2 separate regions of the Zea mays genome follow, and region 2 is linked to region 1. A link is a contact called in public Hi-C data. All regions are on one chromosome and are shown on one strand. Each heading gives the region's core, a stretch centred on a gene start, on an enhancer-like site or on the middle of the called end of the contact. The rest is flanking DNA. Distances are from core to core; before and after follow the strand shown. Region 1 holds the start of LOC100502524 (putative geranylgeranyl pyrophosphate synthase 3). Region 2 holds the start of LOC100280321 (cysteine synthase 1).

What was found. Hi-C and Micro-C count contacts between places; a contact is called where the count stands out from the background.
Region 2: a Hi-C map of ear shows a contact between it and region 1, with 1.6 times the contacts expected there. The contact joins the promoter of LOC100280321 here to the promoter of LOC100502524 in region 1. A contact is called at or near these places in 2 of 25 Hi-C or Micro-C datasets (ear and tassel).

The regions. Positions count from the first base shown.
Region 1 is chr8:6,706,481-6,712,503 of Zm-B73-REFERENCE-NAM-5.0, forward strand. It overlaps LOC100502524 (putative geranylgeranyl pyrophosphate synthase 3), which reads right to left and starts at 2,276. Exons shown (of 1, transcript NM_001197002.2): 1 at 1,008-2,276. The coding sequence starts at 2,224. The coding sequence ends at 1,133. It also overlaps the pseudogene LOC111590082.
Region 2 is chr8:6,891,337-6,897,359 of Zm-B73-REFERENCE-NAM-5.0, forward strand. It overlaps LOC100280321 (cysteine synthase 1), which reads left to right and starts at 2,775. Exons shown (of 10, transcript NM_001153247.1): 1 at 2,775-3,097; 2 at 3,319-3,428; 3 at 3,518-3,575; 4 at 3,810-4,073; 5 at 4,168-4,305; 6 at 4,391-4,442; 7 at 4,526-4,605; 8 at 4,934-4,993; 9 at 5,541-5,621; 10 at 5,736-6,023. The coding sequence starts at 2,837. The coding sequence ends at 5,828.

The DNA.
Region 1 (6,023 bases), core at 1,026-3,525:
TGCATGACACTGTTCTCATATTTATAGTGGTGAGGTACAACTTCGTATGAAATTACAAAAATACTCGCACACCCTATACATATGAATTACAGGCCTCATGAGGACAACATCGTTCTTTTCTCCTTCTTGACCATCTGGTCAATCTTCTAGATCCTTCTCTTCTGCTTTAGCTTCGTAGATCACGTTCGGCATTCAGGAAGTCGAAGCTTTCTCCTTTGGATTTTGTTGGTGCATTGCCTCCATGGAGCCTAAGCTTCATGGCTTCGTTTTTCCTTCAGACACCAACCCTTACGAAGGTGAGTTTCACATCCTTTGAGAGCACCCGAAACATACTTAATTGACAATATTGTACTTTGAGGACCTTCGGCAATAAAGGCTCCCAACAACTCTCACATAGTACCACCTCGCTACCTGAAGGAGGATGAACGATCGAGCGAGCTATTAAAAAGGGTCAGACTCCTTTTCAACCTATACCTTTTATCGACCTTTTGGCTAAGATAAGGTGTAACATTTATTTTTATTAGTTTAATATCTAATATGTGGACCCGCTCACTGTGACATTAAATTATTTTTTATTAGTATTAAATATTATTGTGTGCCATCGTAGTGCATATGCATTATACTAGTATTAGCAAAGTGCATGCACGTTGCTATAGATTCCATTTATAAATATAAAATATAAAACACAAAGACATGTGTGCTCTGTTGGCTAGTTAGATGTGAATGTGTGTCTTAGAGTCAATAATCATAGTTTAAATCTTAATTTTTGTATAAGTTTAGTTTTTTGCCATTTAAATGTGGAGAAGCACGCGGAAACGTGGAATTGGAAAAACTGGTCTTTTTATATAATAGAGATTTATTTAACGATAGGAGTAAGGGAAGCTGAAGTAAGAACCGCACTTATAAAGGCTACTTGTCCGTGAAGGCGTGAACGGCCCATTAGGTAGGTTGCCACATGCCACTGGCAAACTGCAGTGTCACTCAACTCGGAAGCCCATAAATCCTTTTGGGCCGGGGCAAAGTAATCACTCGATGTTGAGGTCTGAGAAACTAATAGTCAACGCATCACTTTTATCAAGTGTTCCGGATGAGCCGGCCAGATCCACTTCCATAGTTCCACTTCCACCCCATCTCAATGCTGTCTGTGCGCCATGAACCGCGCGAGGTGCCGCAGCGGCGCCGTGCGCGCGGCGTCCAACCCGTCGAGCTCCGCCTCGGCCTTCGCCAGGAGCTCGCCCATGTATGCGCGCGCTCCCTTTAAGCCCATCAGCCGTGGGTACGTGGCCTTGCCGGCGGCAACGTCCTTGCCCGCCGTCTTCCCGAGCTGCTCCGACGTGCCCGTCACGTCCAGAACGTCGTCCACCACCTGGCCCAGGAGCCCTAAGAAGTGCGCGTACCGACGGACGCGCTCGACCTCGCCGTCGCCCCCGCCCCCGACGACGGCGCCCGACACGGCCGCGGCCTCCACGAGCCGCGCAGTCTTGTGCACATGGATGTACTCCAGCGCGCCCAGGCTCACGGAGCCGGAGGGGGCTCCCTCGCTCGCCATGTCGGCGACCTGCCCCGCGGCGATGCCGCCGACGCCAGCTACGCTCCCGAGCTCCACGACGGCGCGGAGCGCGCGGTCCGCGGGGACGCCGGCGCCCGCGCTGCCGCGGGCGACGTGCTCGAAAGCGAGCGCCAGCAGCGCGTCGCCGGCGAGCAGCGCCGTGGGCTCGCCGAACGCGACGTGGTTGGAGGGGCGGCCGCGGCGGAGCGCGTCGTCGTCCATGCACGGCATGTCGTCGTGGATGAGCGACGCGGTGTGGATCATCTCGACGGCGCACGCCACCGGGACGGCCGCGGCCGCGGTCCCGCCCACGAGCTCGCACGCGGCGATGGCCAGCACGGGGCGGAGGCGCTTGCCGCCCGCGAGAACGGAGTAGCGCATGGACTCGCTCAGGACCTCGGGGCACCGCAGACCCTGCAGGGTAAGGTCAAGCGCGTCGTGCACGGCCCTGGCCTTGGCCGACAGGTAGCTCTCGAAGTCGAAGCTGGTGCCACTGTCGACGGCGACGTCGACGATGGTGCCTCTGGCAGCACGGTCCGCGGCGCGGTGCCGGGTCATGGAAACGGATCGGTTCTCAAGCAACTGCAGCGAAGGGGATCTCTGAACATGGTAGGACTTGAAGATTTGGGTGTGTGGTGCTCCGTGCTGGAGGAAGCAGGATGCCAACTTGTTCATGGAGCCTTGCTGTGTTTTTTGCGCGGGTGTGGACTGTGGAGTGTGGAACTTTGGATACCGAGGAGAGAAGGTTTGGGTACTTATAAGTTACAGCCAGTTAAGTTACTAGCCAGTCGTGCTTTGCTACGTTTATTATATATCATATAAATAATATTATATATTTATTAAATATAATTATTATTTATTAATAAACACTAAGATTGTCTGGTGGTTTGTCATAAATTTTTGAAGCAAGTTATAGATTCGAGTGTTCGCTTTACACTATTTTTTGTGTAGTGTGGTAGCTGCGTGGGCTGGATCGGCGCAGTAGCTATCTACGCGTGCGGTGTTGGGTGTTGGGTAGGCGTAGTAGCTAGCGGTGCGAGGACTATTTTTTGTGCGGGCGAGATCGGGGTCGAGTGCTATGGAACGGATCCAGAGTATCAGTACGGACTAGACGTCCATATTAAGTTTTTAACAGAGCATATATCATTGGACAGGAGCAAGAACTTACTTTCCTTTGTAAAACGAACATACTCGACATGAAATGGCTCATTAGTCTGAATATTAATTCATAAAACATATTTATATATACATCTACCTTTATACATACCTAATATTGAAAAACAAACTTTTATCTTTCTGTCCATTTTCTGCCGACTAAATATAGATCACCTTTTTTCTATTCTTACTATATATATCACTTATATCTATATATAATATTAAAGAGCTAAAATTGTATCGTTTTTTAATCCACCACCTGCCAACCACTTGTAACGTCACACTTATTCTATTCTCACCATCTCTCACTCAATTTAGAGCTAAAAAAACCTTTATTGACATTGCATAACTCATGACTCCTAACGGTCGAACCTAAATCCATGCTTGTCCCAACATGGCACACACACATGCATGTGGCTCATCTTCCATCGCTTCTAACCACATAATGTATGTAGATAATGGTTTAAGTTGATTTAATCTCTGTTCAACTTTTCATAGGGATCAATTCTTCGTAGGAAATTATATTTAGAGCTGATTTGGTGACTAGGGATCACGGGGGGATTGGAGGGGATTGAGGGAGAAATTAGTTCATTTTCCCTCAATCCCCTCCGATCCCCCGTGATCCCCTTGTCACCAAATCAATCCTGGTGTTTTTGCCCTATTTTATATATTGCAATGATGATTTTCCCCTGCCTTTTAAACTTTATGCATGGTTTTACCCTCGCGATTTTGAAACCAAGTGTCCGTTTACCCCTGTTTTCTAACACCATAAAATATGATTGGATTAAATAGCAAAAAAAAAATGCAAAGAAAATAAAAGATACTCAAACGAAAAGGTAGGACTGCCGTCGTCTCTTATCCTTTCTTCGTGGCTTCTTTACGAATACCATGTTAACTGAACACAGGCTAAAACGCTGGTTCGTTCTAGAAATTCACGGCATCTTCTACGTAACTGTCTTCTGATTTTTCATATACAAAGCTACTCGCTGTTGTGTTTTCCATTGTCTCTAACTCTGAGTGTGCAAATTTCACATATACAACATACCAGCATCGATGTCTCACCAGGCGGCACACGTGATTCTTGCGTGAAACGTGAATTCTCTCTGGCCGGCACGTGCAAGCGCCCTCGATGCAGAGGTATGGACGGTTAACCCCTTTGATCCCGCGGTTCGGGCTTCCACTCGGGTCATGTTTTCTGTCTGAACGTTGGGGTCTTTGGACGCACACGTACCACTAGGAATGGACGGCCCCGACAGCTGCCCCGACGCATGTGGGCGTGAAACACGTGAATAATAAAATAGTTAGCTCTGAAAACTGTGCTAAAACAGATGACTATTTCCTTATCCTCACGAGTAAATTATAAGGCAAAGTGCTCCATTTAGTTTTGAGTATAGAGTATAAAACACAAATACACGTACGTTCTATTGGCTAGGTGAGTATGTGTTGTGTTGGTCGGTGAGTGTGAACGTGTGTTTAGAGGTAACAACTATTGTTTCGATCCTATTTAGTATAATTTTAGTGTTTTTCTATACTATACTTAAAACACCAGTTTCAACAGTCGTCTCGCGTCATCTTTTTACAAATAACCCCTAACAGCTATTTCAAATTAATCCGCCGCAAGTCTATAGATGACCAAACGACGACTCGGCACGGGCCAGATGCTCGCGGGCCACAACTCTGGCCCAGACACGTCATGTCGGCCTGCTGACTGTGCCGGGCCAGCCTGTTAGCCCGTCGACCCTGTTAGCCCGTCGGCATCGACCCATTTAATTAAATCAGCGTAAAATGTTAAAAAACAGTGCATGGAGTGGAGTTCAAACTCATGCCCTGATGGAAGAAAGGCGGGAGACACTGGGTGAAGCTGTCTAACCAGTAGAACATCAACATCATGCTCAGATGTTTTTAATATTGAATATTGTCGGCGTTTCGACCCCGGGGGTCCCTGGACCGACGAGTAAATTGTCGCTGCGTGTCCCTGCCCAGATGGGTTGGCGCGGGATGGAACACAAGAGGTGGGACAAGCCTTGTATTATCCTGCACCAGGGGTGCCGCTCGCAGTAGGGGTTACAAGCGCGTCGCGTGAGAGAGAGAGGGACACAGAGCTCGTCCGTCGCTTCTCTCGCGCGAACCCCCCTCAGGGTGGCCCTGGACCTCCCTTTTATAGAAGCAAAGAGAGAGTCCAGACGTACAACGGGGGGCGTAGCTATGCGCTAACGTGTCCGGCAGTGGAGTGCCTAAGCCCTGTGTACATGCCAATGTGGCCGTTGGGGGAGAGCTTGTGCCCTGTACTGCTGTACATGTGATGGCGTGGCCGCCGGAGGAGCGCCTGAGTCCTGTAGGAGCATAGCTGGCAGCACGGCGAGGATCCTGCTGACGTCTCCTTGCTATCGTAAGGGGCTGATAGCCACCGGCGTCATGGCGCACGCGGGGCACCATCATTATCCGTCGTCGGGGTAAGCCAGATGGGACGCCGGTCTTGTTCCTCGTAGCCTGAGCAGGCTAGGAATAGGGAAATGATGCATCCCCTATTAGCGCGGTCAGTCCGAGCCCAGGGTCAGTCGAGGCGGAGACTTCTCTTGAGGCCGAGGCCGGGGTCGGGCGAGGACGCGATTCCTCCCGAGACCGGGGTCGAGGCCGAGTCCGGGGGTCGGGCGAGGCGGAGACCTCCTCCCGAGGCCGGAGCCTGAGGTCGGGCGAGGCGGAAACCTCCTCCCGAGGCCGGAGCATGAGGTCGGGCGAGGCGGAGCTTCCTGTTGCGCCCGAGGCTAAACTCGGTGGTTGATCGTGACTTGTTGTCAGTCGTTGCCGGGGTGGCTGACACGGCAGTCGGAGCGGAGCAAGCGGCGCTGTTTTCCTGTCATATCGGACAGTAAAGAAGACGGGCGAAGTGACTGCGGTCACTTCGGCCTGCCCGTCTGAGGCGCGTGTGTTAGGATACTGCGTCAGGCATCCCCTGCATTTAATGCGCCTGCGAAGCGGTCGGTTGGTGAGGCGGTCTGGCCAAGGTTGCTTCACAACAAAGTGAAAGGGAAATGTGCCCTTGGGCCATTTCTAAGTGTTTTGGTGATTTAGTGTCCAACACAAGTGCCTAAGTGTAAAGAGGTGGACAAAGTACAAATCAGGGATAAAGGTATGTTTCTCAGACTTAGTACATTGTTTTATGGACTAATGTATTGTGTCTAAGTGCTGGAAACAGGAAAAATCCAATTGGAAATGTCTTGGCTCGAGCAGCCAAGAATCTGCTGAGTCTGGGAGCACCGGACTGTCCGGTGGTGCACCGGACAGTGTCCGGTGCGCCAGGCTGGCTCGAGCGAAGTGG
Region 2 (6,023 bases), core at 1,525-4,024, 190 kb after region 1:
GTTTTCGCACATAAATTTGTTGACCCGACAGATGTAGCAAAAAATGTAACAGAAATTTAACAGATACGAAAAGTTGCAATGGCATAGAGGACGATGCAATGGAACCAATGGAAGGCGAACTAATTGTATATGTTGAGATGAGCAACCCAGAACCAACAACTGAATGGACTTTTGATCTTTCTGACATCTTGGCAGATTCGATAATTGCATCTACTGTTCCAAGTTGCTCTTGCGTGGAGATTAATTTATAGGTGAAGTACATCTGTAGTTCTGTACCATGTTTGTGTTCACCTCATCATCATCTAGATAATGTTTGTAAAATATTTTGTTGTAGAACACACATGAGAGCATCTTATATTTGTAATACAACGGAGATTTTTTTTGTAAAAATATTGGATTTACCTATTCCCTACTGACACTGCAACTAGAAGCTGTTGTACTTACTCTCCCATGATCCTTTTATTTTGGTAGGATGAATAACTGATATAGGATCTCCATTTATTCTACCGTTACTGCCAACCGAAAAGGCCTGCATCAAAAGAACATGGCCCCATGTATGGTTTTGTTTCAGAAGCAAGCAAATGATTGATGAGCACATCGTGTTAACCTCAATGGTATGATCTCTCCTCCCTTCTGGGTTGTTGTCACCAGCCTGGCGTGCATTATGTTTGTCAACTTCGAGTTTTGATAATATATATTCATCCATCCCTTCATGGTAGAGCTTGCCTTGACACCAACTAAAACAGTGAAATGCCTGACTTAGACATTGTTCATGTTGTAGATTCCGTTTCAATATCCTTAATGCATTATATGTATATGAACTTTCATATTTGACATTGTCTATTTGTTCATCCCTTGATGGTAGTCCCATTATAGTACTCCAATACTCTTTTTTAAGAACAAGAAGGGCCAAAGCCCTATAATACTCTAATCTGACTATCTGTAGTTGCAATTAAATCATTTTAGCACACAACTAGATACACTGCAATATTTATTTTGGATGATAACCCAATTAGATATGACGTCTAAGACTATATATATTATCGCTTTGTAACTAGGTACAATACATGTATATATAGTTAACCTTTACATCTATCTGCTTCCTAAAGATAACTTATCATTACGATTTACAACACATTTTTTATGATGTACAACTTGAACAGGTACCAAAATTGTATATATACCATTAACAAAAAAAGAAACATCAATGTTGTGTTAGCATAATACCTTCGTACGCAGGGCGCGCATTAGACACTAGTCCGAATACAATGAACCGACGAGAAGCAGATCAGGAAAAAAACAGAAATCGCCAAAAAAAGAAAACTCAACATATGCGGACTTCAAAATGTAGCCCTAGTGAAGAAAGGGGAAGTGATGAAAGATCGAAACATAAGCAAATGAAGCAGACTTTTTTTTAACTGAAAAAGGTTTGAACAGCACTACAGCAGGCAAACTATCCTTTGCGAAAATATATGCAACGGAATGGGGCGCTGAAAGGACCATGGATTTAGTTGAAATCAGGACATCTCATGGACTCATGGTAAAAGAAAAAAATATGGATCAAGTTTATACAATGATTGCAAACAGCTAAATAATTTGAGTTCTGAAACGGCCATAAATTTGCTGACAGACAGTCGTCTCCTCTATTGTTTGTTTTTTTTTGTCACAGCACTAGGAGATACGAGCTGGAATGGGCTTACCTGCTTTTGCTCGGTAGTTATGACAACGAGGAATTCTGTGTCGGGAACTACTCTCCATTCTTATTTTCGTAGGGAGAAAATTTTTCCGTTCCCGCGAACGATCACGAGGAGATTTTTTCTTCCATCTTTGTCGAGGAATTTATTCCACGGGGAATCTCCATAGACAATCTGTCCCCGTTAGTAAATACAATATTTAGAGTCAAATTAAAACTGATTATATTAAATTTTATATTTAACAAACAAGATTTAAAAATACAAGAAACATCTTATTTAGAGTATAATTTGTTATTTTATAATAAGTTATGTATTTAATTTTTAGTATAATTTTAATATACAAATAGACTAATTTAGATGAAGAAAACTTCGTGGGACAGGTACGTGGAGAACGGGATGGGAAATGGTTCATCATTCCCCTCCACGTGAACCCGACGAGAACAAAATTTTCTCGTTTCAATTCTCGTGGGGACTAAATTATCCTATCTCCGTTTCCTAAAGCTTTGTTCGGTTAGGGATGGATTGATGAAGATTGGAGGGAGAACATATCTAGTGCACATAAAAGTTTAGTGCACATATTAAATCAACACCATTCATTTTAGATCTAACGTCTCTAGTTATTTGGTGTATTTTGCTAAGAACACCCTCCGACGTGGTGGGGTGTAGTGGTGGAAGGTGTTATTTATAAATTGCAATGATCAACTAGAAACGTTAGATCTAAAATGGATATTGATGATTTAATATGTGCACCATGTGCACTAAATTTTCATGTGCACCAGATATATCTTCGATTGGAGGATACTTAATCCTCTACCATACAAATTTATATAGGAGTTAATTTAATCATCTTCAATCCCCACAATCCACTTCAAACAGAACAAAATATAGAAATTTTCCGTTGGTGGAGATCGGTTCCATTGCCCTCTCTTGATGGGGATATTTGTGCTTTGGCCGGTGGCTACCTCAAAGGGCCATTTGACTTGACCCCAAAACGAAACAGTTGCAGCCCCTCTACTCATGAATTCTGTCCAGCCACCACCCACCCCCTGTGCAGTGGAGCCTACCACTACCAGCCTCAGCCTACTTCGTAGTAGTCCCCGAAGCCGCGAGTCGCGCATACCTTTACCGCACGCCGAGAAAGGATGGCGTCGTGGTCGTCGCCCTCAGCCGCCGCCAACGCCGCCTCGGGCGCCCGATTCGGCCCCTTCCCGAGCGGAGGGCAGCGGCTCGCGCCGTGTCCGTCGCTCGTCCGCGGAACTCCCGCCCCGACGCTCGTCCTCAGGCCCCACCCGGACGGCCGTGGCCATGGCCTCCTCGCGCACACCGCCTCCCCTCCCTCCTTGCGGTGCCGCGCCGTCGCCGCCGAGGTCGGGGGCCTCAACATCGCCAACGACGTCACCCAGGTCACAGACAATCTCCAGCGCCTGCCTGCCGCCGGTTCATGCTTTCATGTTTCAGTCCTTCGTTTGTCGTCACTCGGGTAGCTGCTTAGGTGTTGGGATTACTACATATGTTAGGACTTCAGAGCAGTCAGTGCAACTGCTTTGATCAATAGATGCCACACACGTAGCAATAAGAAGGGTACGTCAACGTTCTGTTCTGACGACTGACTGCCCAATCGCAGCTCATCGGCAACACACCAATGGTGTATCTCAACAACGTCGTCAAGGGCTCTGTCGCCAATGTCGCTGCTAAGCTCGAGATTATGGAGCCCTGCTGTAGCGTCAAGGACAGGTATCCTTCCTCTTCCCCTCCTTCCATTGGCAGGGAGATTGGCCTTTTTGGTTGTAGCTAAACACTTCCAAACCCATCTTTGGTTTCAGGATAGGGTACAGTATGATAAATGATGCTGAACAGAAGGGCTTGATTACTCCTGGAAAGGTGATTTGTAAGCATAGGCACATTTTGGCTTCACTCACATAGTTCCTTGCTTAGTGATACTGATACGAGTACGATTTTCGAAAAAATGTGGAATTGGTGTAGAGAGGTAGCCCACATGTGCCTTAGTGATGTTTCTGATCACTGTTGAAAATAAAATCATTTCAACAGCCTCTTGTTCTGCCTTTCCCTTGTACCCTGGATGACTTGTTTTGCTTGTCTCATGTTTCTGCTCAGAGTGTTTTGGTGGAAGCAACAAGTGGAAACACAGGCATTGGTCTTGCTTTCATTGCTGCTTCCAAAGGATATAAGCTGATACTAACAATGCCTTCATCAATGAGCATGGAGAGAAGAGTCCTCCTTAGAGCTTTTGGTGCCGAACTTGTCCTTACTGATGCTGCAAAAGGGATGAAAGGGGCCTTAGATAAGGCTACAGAGATTTTAAACAAGACACCAAATTCTTACATGCTTCAACAGTTCGATAACCCTGCCAACCCTCAGGTAACAACGAGAACCAGCCATGTGGCTCTACGTATATGTGCACTCCTTTTCTAACCTACCTGCCTGCTGTTTGTCTTCATTTGGTTTCAAACAGGTACATTATGAGACTACTGGTCCAGAGATCTGGGAGGATTCAAAGGGGAAGGTGGATATATTCATTGGTGGAATTGGAACAGGGGGGACAATATCTGGTGCCGGCCGTTTTCTCAAGGAGAAAAATCCTGGAATTAAGGTTTCTTTACGTTTCGCTCAACAAAATCTCCTCTGTTGTATGTGCTTTGTAGTCCTTATCATTATATTTGGTCGTCTGTATTTAGGTTATTGGTATTGAGCCTTCTGAAAGTAACATACTCTCCGGTGGAAAACCTGGTATGTTTGTGAGTATTGCCTTTTGTACCTGTCAAACTTTTGGTTCTTTTCTTACAAGTTATAACTGTTATTCATTTTTGTAGGTCCACATAAGATCCAGGGAATCGGCGCAGGATTTGTTCCAAGGAACTTGGATAGCGATATTCTTGATGAAGTAATTGAGGTGTGAGCTTAAACCAGTGTTATATTTGTTGAGTATAATCTGACACTTTTAACACGAAATAATGAAAAACAGTGAATTATCTTGTCAAAATCAACTTATCTGTTTCTGTTATTGCACTATATCTGCATATGCCATAGAACAGCAGTTACAGAAATGTATTCTCCTAAGCTACATAACTACATTGGCATGGTTGTTTCCTTGGGGTAGGGTAGGGTAACAATCCTATCCTTTTACTCTTCCTTGTACAGAAGAGTTGTGTGGACTGTTACAGGGTTATGTTTGTTCCTATTTATTTATAGTTGTTTATACCTCACTGATTATGTTTCAGATATCAAGTGATGAAGCTGTTGAGACAGCAAAACAGTTGGCTGTTCAGGAAGGATTACTGGTATCATAATTTTTAATGTTGCTTCCTTTTGTATTGTGCCTAGGACATTGTTTTGACATATTGCTGTTTTTTGAGACATGGTCCTTAATTTGCAAACATTCAAATTTTTAGTGCAGGCAAGACAGGCCTGCTAATGTCCTCTTTTTTTTCTCGCTGTGTAATTGTGTTGCTATTTAAGTGCATGCACTTGCTTCTCAAATATGTGGATAGAATCAATTTGTGGGCACCATTTTTTAGCCTTACCTTATGTGTTTATTGAAAGTTAGTATTTTCTTAGTGGTTAACTTGGACAAACCTGATCTTTTGTTCTTAAAGGGTTCTGGTCAATTTTCACTGTTATATTAAAACAAACGCAAAGTAGAACAATTGTAATTGGCTAGCAAGATATGTGACAGTATATGAACTTAGGAACTAACAAAACCATATTCAAGCAGTGTCGCGCTTGGTAGTTTTGTTTGATCTACGGCCAAGAGCATCATTTTTTTTTCCTTTTGAAATGAAACTGAGAATTGTCATGCCATATAAAAGATGAGTGAATATTGTGTAGGTTGGAATCTCCTCTGGAGCAGCCGCCGCTGCTGCCATAAAGGTTGCCAAAAGACCAGAGAATGCTGGAAAGCTGATAGTGGTACGTGCAGAAATGCCATCTCTGCTATTTTGCGGATACCGTTACATTACATGAAGTGTGGATGTTGAGTGCACCTAGATTATTAACTTATATTATCATATTGTTTCTGTTCAGGTTGTGTTTCCGAGCTTCGGCGAGAGGTACCTTTCATCTGTCCTCTATCAGTCCATAAGAGAAGAATGTGAGAACATGCAACCTGAGCCATGAGGGAGCCGTCACTTTAAGCGGGCATAGTAAATGTTTCTGAAATAAGACGCGTAGCCAGCATCAGTTTGCTCCACTTGGAATCATTTGGCCATGCTCACTCTATCCTTTCGCTAGCCTCTATGACCGGACCTAAACTGGTGTGTGAGAAACATCCACGACTGTCCTCCCAACTGCTTTCCTAAAGCCAAACGATAA